Linked DNA regions of Rattus norvegicus: region 1 is linked to region 2. Evidence: chromatin contacts called from public Hi-C data. All regions are on one chromosome and are shown on one strand. Each heading gives the region's core, a stretch centred on a gene start, on an enhancer-like site or on the middle of the called end of the contact. The rest is flanking DNA. Distances are from core to core; before and after follow the strand shown. Region 1 holds the start of Creb3 (cAMP responsive element binding protein 3). Region 2 holds the start of Tesk1 (testis associated actin remodelling kinase 1).

Region 1 (4,452 bases), core at 1,642-4,141, 130 kb after region 2:
AGGAAAGTGAGTAGGCAAGCTGGCTGAAGAACGGGGCACCTGCAAGGGAGCAGCGGTGGGGAAGTCAGGGTTAAGACGGAAAGGCAAAAGCAGAGAGAAGAATATGAGGAACCTAACTGACTAGAGGGGAACAGGAGGCCAAGGAAGCTTTAAACAGCGACACCCCCAGAACTGGGTTTTAGGGCAACTTTGGGGCCAAGTTAGGAGGACAATGTATTAGTACAAGAGATAATAAAGCCAGAGTTAAAGTTGCATCGGGAGGAAGTTGCCATTCAGAAGAAAAGTGGAACTGACATATGAGACTCTTCTGTCAAATCCCAGAAAACTGAGGCCCACGTTAGCTTTCTATGACCAGTACCCATTTACTGACAGCTTCAGTTTAACATAACCAGGGAAGGGGGTGGGATTAAGTTAGGATGTGGGAATGAAGCTGTGAGGGAAAGGGATGTGATATGAAGTATTCACAGGCAGGGGCACAGAGGTGGGGTTACTGACAATGTCAGGCTGACTGGGGATGACAGGGTGATGGTAGGAAACTGACACATGATGAGCGACTGAGCCAGGAGGGGAGGGAGAAGCATGAGTCCATGCATGCTGACTAAACTGGGGATGACAGAGTGGGTTCGGAGGCCAGGTCAGGAGCTTCAGGAGAGCTGGGGATGTGGTAAGCAGCTAAATTAGGCTACGGTGTGAGAGTGAGAAGACTCTGACAGCGTCTAAACAATGCTGGAGGAGAGGCAGCAAGGGGCAGAGCCAGCGGCTGAAACAGGCTGGGGAAGGGACAGTGTTGTGGTCAGTGGCAGGGTCAAGCTGGGAGTGACATGGGGGTGTGGTCAGCGGCCTGGCTGGGCGTGGGATCAGTAAGACCAAGTTTCCTCTTTGGGTATCATTTCCTCTTTTCTGTTGGGGAGTGGGGGAAGGGGATCTACAACTGGACCTAGAAGTTAAAGGAGGCTCAGAAACCAGGGGGTACACATAGGAGGAGCGTTGGGGAGGGGGGTATTTAGCAGCTGACCAGGTGGTGTGCAAGCATGAGAAAGTGCTTCCCAATGATGGGGAAGCTCAGGTTTGAGTGATGGGGAAGGAGGATGGTAAGTGGCTCAGATGAACAGCAGGGGGAGAGCAAGCTAAAGACCATGGAAATATCTATAAGGAAGCATAAAGGTGTGCAATGTAGAGACAGAGAAGGCAGTGTGTGGAGAATGAGGGAGGCTGTGGAGTAAAACTGTCACCATTCAGTGGGCAGTGTTTTCTTGGTCAGCTTCCCCTCAGTCACAGGCCTCATCTTCCCATTCCCCACTCAGGACCTTGTTTGAGTCTCTTTGCATTTTCCACTTCCCACCTAGCAAACAACAGAGTCCAGAAACCCTGTCTCCCAGTGATGGTGGCCCCTGGAAGTCTTGGGCTTAGGCAGGAGAGTAAAGAAAGTGGAGTCCCAGATGCTGGCAGTTCTAGCTGACATCCAGAGCTCTGTCATCTCTTTGGATAAAAGGAGCCTCTGTGATCACACAGGAATAAGAGAGCTCACTACAAAACAAAGGCAGCTACTTGCTGCCCAACTTCTTACATTTTACCTGTTCAGCTGTAGCTGCAGCCTTGACTCTGATGCTATCACTAATTCCTAACATTAATCCTGACTTTATTTTGTATCCTAATTCCCTATATTTTGACACTTACCCCTTTCCTAGCACACAACCATACTAATCTGGCTTTTATTTTTAGGCCCAAATCCCCTAACTTTAACCCTAAATACTGCCCCTCTCCCCAGTCCTAAAGCTCATTTCTACCTTGATTCTTAATTCACCTTCTCACTGTTTATTCTTAATACTGACCATGACAATGGCCTTTAATCCCTGAAACGAGCTTCTAAGCCAATTCCTGTTGTTGATCCTTAACCCGATCCTGTACACTGACTTATGCTGGTCATTCCAGAAAATAATGACCTCAGTTTAAATGTCACAAACACGAAAGAGACTTGACTCATGCATGTTTAAAATGTAGTCCAGCTTCTTAACTTCTAATGGGATCCTTGCTTCCTAAACCCGACGCACCTAACTCAAACTCACCCAAAGTTTTCCTAACCACATACTCACTATCGGCTAACACCAAAGCCCATCCCCGCCCAATGCCTCACTGCCACCCCATTTCTACCCGTCCCAAAAACTATCCGAGACAGAGAACTGTCTACTCCCGCGAAAAGGGCCTGTCTCTCGCAACACGGCTGGCTTAATTTCAAACCTAAACTGAAACGTACTGTACCCTGACCTCCCCAACCGGACACAGGATATGCAAGAGGATTGGGGGCCCCGCCCGCCGCTTCCCGGGCCGGCCTGATCCCGCAGCCCCACCTAGAACCTCAGCCCAGCCCGTCCGGCCTACCTGCGCTGCCCAGCTCTGCGCCCCGCCCTGGGCCCGCTACCCGCTCGTTCTCCCGGTCGCTTTGGGGCTCCGGCCTCGCCCTCCCTTCGACACACTCTCGTCCACTTCCGTCCTGGAAACGTCCCCCACCCGCCGGCGGTCCGCTCTATGGTCGCAGAGACTGCAGGAAGCTGCTCTGGCCGCAGCTCTCGATGCTCGGGCTCCCGCGAAGCCTGGCCGCCCCTCCCCGGCAGGAAGCGAGGGTGCAGAGCACTGGAGAGAACGCCCGAACTAAACGGGAGTTCCCTTTTAGACTCTTAGGGTTTTTTTAATAGCTCGCGGCGAAGGCGGATCCGGATCCTCAGAATCCCCGCCCTGGGGCGTGGGAAGCTGAAGGGACATCCCCATAATTTGCATAGCCCCTGGGACGTGGCGCACTACACAAGCCACTTCCGAGTTGGAGGGAACTCCAAGTCCCAGGATTCCACGGGACTATGTGCATCACTTCCGTTATGTTGGACGCTGAGGGGAATAGAAGCTGAGAGGCGGGTGTGGCATATAGAGTAACAGCTAGGCCCTGGTCCGGGAGTGACTAAGGTTAAGTCGATGCGACTTGACAGACTGAGGGGTCGTGCCTAAGGTTCGGAGATTGGATCTGCGCAGAGGAGTTTCTATCCATAAATATTCCAAATGGATCCTGGTGGTCAGGACCTGCTAGCTTTGGATCCTGGTGATCAGGACCTGCTAGCTTTGGATCCTGGTGATCAGGACCTGCTGGGCTTCCTGCTAGAGGAAAGTGGAGATTTGTGGGCTGCGACTGAGCAGGACATAGAGACTCCCCTGGACTTGGAGCTGTCGCCTTCCGAGGTGGGTGGGTGTTCTGAGTGGGGAAGCTAGCGATGTCCCTGAGACCCAAGGTACAGAGATAAAACAAGGCCTTTGATTTTGTTAGAACTCCGTGCAAGAATTGAGCGACTGGGAGGTAGAGGATTTACTGAGCTCTCTGCTCAGTCCCTCGTCATCGCCGGATGTTCTCAACTCTTCTAGTTCTTCTATTCTCCATGATCACAACTATTCCCTTCCACAGGAGCACGTCTCCATAGATCTAGGTGAGTGTGAAATGTTAAGTTATGGGGAAAGAGAGAGCTCACTGAACTTGCTAGCCCTACTTTCGCTTTTGCAGATCCTGGGAGCTTTGAAAAGGAGGGGTTCCGCATGAATCCATTGCGTGTGGAGGAGACAGCAGCAGAGCAGGTACTGGGCTTGGTGTTTCAGGATTACCTCACTTTGCAGCGGCCAAGAATCCCCCATACTGCTCTGACATCACCATGCAACTCTGCTCTCTTCCTCCAACCTTAGGAACTTTCTACACTGATACTGACGGAGGAAGAGAAAAGGCTTTTGGAGAAGGAGGGGCTCACTCTGCCCTCAACACTTCCTCTCACTAAGGTAAGGCTTCTGGTAGTAGAGCAAAAGCTGGAGGGGGATTGTATAACCCAAGTAGGCAAACTCAGTTTATTTCATATCGATCACTTACAAAAGGACTGAGGTCAGAATGGAAGCTGATAGTGGGAACCTGGGACGAGCAGATACCAGGGTAGATCCTGGTCTTGTGGCGCTGATATACATTTTGGCGTTCCTTTCAAAATTATCAGTGTATGGCTTTGTAGGAAAAGGCCTTGCTTAACTCCCAGGACCCACGTGATGGAAGGAGAGACCCCCATGTACAAAAGATAATTTTTTTTTTTTGTTCTTTTTTTCGGAGCTGGGGACCGAACCCAGGGCCTTGCGCTTCCTAGGTAAGCACTCTACCACTGAGCTAAATCCCCAGCCCCAAGATAATTTTTTAAATGTAGAGTAACTTTAGAACAGAGCCTTGAAAGGGCCTTCAAATGATGGCCTTGACAGATTTCGTTGCTATCTTGGGACTTCGCCTTTTGCTCAGTGGTAGAGTAGATATGCTGGAGAGGCTGAAGCAGTCTAACAACAATAGTTGTTACAAAGCTGTAACAAAGTTGTAACAAAGCTGGACTTGAGGGGCTCACACTGCCATAACCCTAGAGGCAGAGGCAGGAAGGTCCTCCCACGCTCAAG
Region 2 (4,426 bases), core at 1,905-4,404:
TACCCAGCTATATGCACTCAGCCCAGAAAGTTCCGTTCTTTTTTTTTCTTTTTTTCTTTTTTCTTTTTTCTTTTCTTCTTCTTCTTCTTCTTCTTCTTCTTCTTCTTCTTCTTCTTCTTCTTCTTCTTCTTCTTCTTCTTCTTCTTCTTCTTCTTCTTCTTCTTCTTCCTCTTCTTCTTCTTCTTCTTCTTCTTCTTCTTCTTCTTCTTCTTCTTCTTCTTCTTCTTCTTCTTCTTCTTCTTCTTCTTCTTCTTCTTCTTCTTTTTTGAGGCAGTATCTCAATGTATAATCCCCAAATCCTCCTGCCTCAGTGTCCTGAATGCTGGTATTCTAGATGTGTCCTATTATGCTCTGATACTTAAAAATAGAGCCTGGAGAGATGTCTCAACTGTTACAAACACTGGCTGCCCTTCCAGAGGACCAGATTCAATTCCCGGTACCCACACGGAGGCTTACAGCCATCTGCGACTCCAGTTCCAGGGTACCCAATACCCTCTTCTGGCCTCTGTGGGCAGCAGGCGTGTACTGTGCAACAACATGCATGCAGGCAAAACACCCATGCACGTAAGAATAATAAAAATTGTTACCTAATAATGGGAAAAGGTGAAGAATAGATTAGTGGTTTTAAAAGATTAATAGCTACAATTTTGAAAATCCAACATAAAGAAAAATGTAAACTTGATATTAAGAAATTATTGCTTTGTTTGGCTTGATTTAAAAAAAAAAAAAAACTTTGTGCTCCGTAGCCTAGACTGGCCTCAAACTCATGTTCCTCCTGCTTCAGCCTCCTTTGTATTTAGATTACAGGTGTTCTGACTTTTATTACTGCTTTATTGTGGTGTGTACGTCTGCTGTGAGAGGGCACACATGTTGAAGTAAATTTGTAGAGCGGATTCTCTCCTTCCACCTCTGCCTGCACCCCAGGCTTCAAACGCAGGTAATCAAGTCTTTTACTAGTTTTTCAAGGCACAACACTGTTGTGCTATATTATTTGGGGGTTTCCACCCCACCTCAGATCATTTACTCCCCAAATAAAAGACGCAAACCTTTATGTTTATAATAAACCTTAAAGCACGGGCGCTGGGCAGGTGTCAATCCTCTACACTGTTTGTCTGTTTTCTTGTCAGTAACACCAAGATATCACTTGCCACTTTCCACCTAGGCCACCCCCACTCCAACAGGCCGGCCCTTGTGGCTACGTGCTCATAATCCACACCACCCCATGGCCACCTCTCCACCCTCCCTTCCTTCTCTCTTCTTTTCTGTGCCTGAGAGCCCAAGCCTGGGAACCTTCAGCCCTGCCTACCTCTGCCCAGCTACAGGCCGTGGGCATCTTTATTACCCAGTCATGAATTCACAAGAGCTGGCATAGTTGAGGACCTGCTTGTCTTGGAGCAACCAAGTGTTGGGATACAGTTTTTAGCATTTGAATACATACCACACAACAATGACACTATGATTTAATGAAGATTCCTTTTTCTAATCAATGATAAAATAATGCCACAGCTGTGCATCAAATAACTGGGTGCGGGGACAGACTCGTGGACAGAGCAAGATCGGCCATGGGTTACTCCCAGGATAACCACGGGTGCAGAAGATATCTGGAAGCAGGCATGTTTCCATGTGAGAAAGACAGGGTGGCCAGCATTACTGCCAATGATCATAATCTACCTCCCACCCTCAACAGCTTCTCCACCTGAACTTTCTAAAATTGGTGACATCATCCAGTTTAAAACCAGATAAAAACCTAATGATGAACCTGGATGCTGCACTCCCCCCAACACACACACACACACACACACACACACACACACACACACACACACTCACAGACTCACACACACTCACTCTCTCTCACACTCTCTCACACACACACTCACATTCTCTGTCTCTCACACACACACAAACTCACACACACACAGACACACAGATACACACGCACTCTCACACACACTCACTCACACACACACACTCACATTCTGTCTCTCTCTCACACACACACACTCACAGATACACACACACTCTCTCTCTCACACACACACTCACTCTCTCACACACACACACTCACTCTCTCTCACACACACACTTGCTCTGTCTCTCTCTCACACACACAGACACACACACTCACACACACACTCTCTCACACACACTCTCACACACACATACACACACACACAGACACTCTCACACACACACACTCACACACTCTCTCTCACACACACACACAAACTCACACACACACTCACAAGCTCCCCAAGTTCATTAACATTCCCTCCTCTCTTTTATTAGTGCTGTATTAGTTCAGTCTTTCATCCACCATGCAGCCTTCTTCCTAAACACTCTCCCTCACCATAACCACCACAGCGCTCTTCCTAAATTCAGCATGAAACTACCGTCACAAGCATCAATCCTCAAATATGACTAATGGGACAGTGTCAGTTAAGCTTACCACGATGAGGTTATCCTATAGTACAAATTCCGAGTGTCTACAGACCTTGCACAAACTGTAGAAAAAGTCTCCTTCAGGGGGACCTTTCTTTGGGATGACACTGCCACATCAGTGTGTACCCAGAGCCCCTCAGTGCTGCCCCCTCCTCTTTGTGTTCCTCTCACTAAAAGAGACCTCTCAGAGTGACTCAGAGGAGGTGCAGAGGCCTCTACAGCGCTTGGGATCTATAGAATAAGATTTATAGAAAATAAATTCCCCCCCAGCACGTACTTGTAATCCCAGCACAGGGGTATCAGGACCCCGTTTCAATCGCTACACTGAAGATTACAAATAGTTTCTCAGAGTTAACTCTAATTTAATGTGATGAGTATGCTTTGCTGATACCAGAGTTCTGGCCTACTCTACTTTTCTGGAACAACTGTGCATGACTATTCTCTCTCTAAACCTGTAGGATTCCCTTATACGGTGCACTCAAGACCGCCTTGCACATTCAGCCTGCCTCACTCCATTCCGCCGCGAGGTGGCAGGAGGCTCACCGATGCCCGGAGACTTCTGCCGGGATCCAGTGACGTCACGCAACCCTGGCGATGATTGGTTGCTTCACCGATGACCTTAAGGGGAGGAGTCAGTGGCAGAGCCGGAAACACCGGGAACAGCGAAAGCCACGTCCCGAGACCGGGCGTGCGCACTCCGAGGATCCCAACCGCTGTAGAGGCCTCTGCACCTCCTCCTCTGGCCTGAGGGGGGCATACCCGCGTCTACAGACGCGGGGCGCAACCTGCCGAAAGGGGTCACACCGCTGGGCGAGAGCTAGGGGAGGAGTCACCTTGAGAGGAGCGGTCACAATGATTAGCCGAGTCACTCTGAAAGGTCTCTTTTAGTGAAAGGAACACAAAGAGGAGGGGGTGCAGCACTAAGGGGCTCTGGATACACACTGATGTGCCAGTGTCATCCCAAGGAAAGGTCCCCCTGAAGGAGAGCGGGCTCCGAGGGGCAGCGGCCTTTGAGGGGGAGGGATCCTGTCGAGGGGTGGGCTGTGACGGAGGGCGGGACTTTCTTGCAGGTGCAGGCTTCCCCTAAGAGGGTTATTAGGACAAAGAAGTAGGAGGGTGGTCACCGGGCGGAGCGCAGGAATCTCAACTTTACTCAGGGGAATGGAGATGGAGTGAGGAGGGGTCGGGGCAGGTCAGGGATGCGGAGGCCAGAGGCTCCCTACAGCCCTGGGTACCACGACCGGAGAAAACAGGTGTTAGCGAGCCCCGAGATTTAGGGTGTCGGGGTCAGAAGCCCCTTGAAATGGGCAGTCGGAGTGGGGCGCAGACTGGGCAGGCAGCGGGCTTGATCCGTGGAGCCCAGGGCGCAGGAGAATTCGCGCCTGCAGTCAACCCTTAAGTCGTCCTGTTATTCACGCCCCGGCCTACGCGCCGGGACGCACCTGAGGGGGCGTGGCCGGGCCACAGCTCGGGCTCCAAGGAGTTAACCGCAGACCGGGCCCGGCCCCGCCCCGGGCAGGCCGCGCAGCCTGAGCCCGGCGGCGAAGCGGAGCAGCAGCCGCCCGCGGGGAGCCCGCCGCCGGCGCCCGGGAGCGCCGCCGCCGCCCGGCCCAGGCCCAGGCCCAGGCCCCGCGCAGAGCGGAGAGCCGCGGCGTTCCACCAGGCCCAACTCGCCGGCGCGGCGGGGGCGGGCCCAGGACCTTCGGCAGGTCCTCCCGGAGTCCGCCGGGCGGGAGTCCCGGCACCCGGGATCAGGTTGGGCCGGCGCCCATGGCGAGCGCGGCCTGCCCGGGTCCCGGGGATCCGGCCATGTGAAGCAGGCCGGGGCTGGGGGCCCGGCCATGGCCGGGGAACGGCCACCGCTGCGGGGCCCCGGGCCCGGAGAGACTCCGGTGGAGGGGCCGGGGGGCGCAGGCGGAGGCCCGGGCCGGGGCCGGCCCTCCTCCTACCGGGCCCTCCGCAGCGCCGTGTCCAGCCTGGCGCG

The links. A called contact is a pair of places that touch in the nucleus more often than the background predicts.
Region 1: a Hi-C map of Schwann cells shows a contact between it and region 2, with 3 times the contacts expected there. The contact joins the promoter of Creb3 here to the promoter of Tesk1 in region 2. A contact is called at or near these places in 6 of 12 Hi-C or Micro-C datasets (Schwann cells, frontal cortex, liver and 3 more) and 1 of 1 datasets of contacts at active chromatin or transcription factors (oligodendrocytes).

The regions. Positions count from the first base shown.
Region 1 is chr5:62,610,761-62,615,212 of GRCr8, forward strand. Creb3 (cAMP responsive element binding protein 3) reads left to right here and starts at 2,892. Exons shown (of 9, transcript NM_001395632.1): 1 at 2,892-3,225; 2 at 3,311-3,467; 3 at 3,542-3,612; 4 at 3,718-3,807. The coding sequence starts at 3,049. It overlaps Tln1 (talin 1), which reads right to left and starts at 2,927. Exons shown (of 57, transcript NM_001039025.2): 1 at 2,380-2,927.
Region 2 is chr5:62,484,609-62,489,034 of GRCr8, forward strand. Tesk1 (testis associated actin remodelling kinase 1) reads left to right here and starts at 3,155. Exons shown (of 10, transcript NM_031578.2): 1 at 3,155-4,426. The coding sequence starts at 4,284.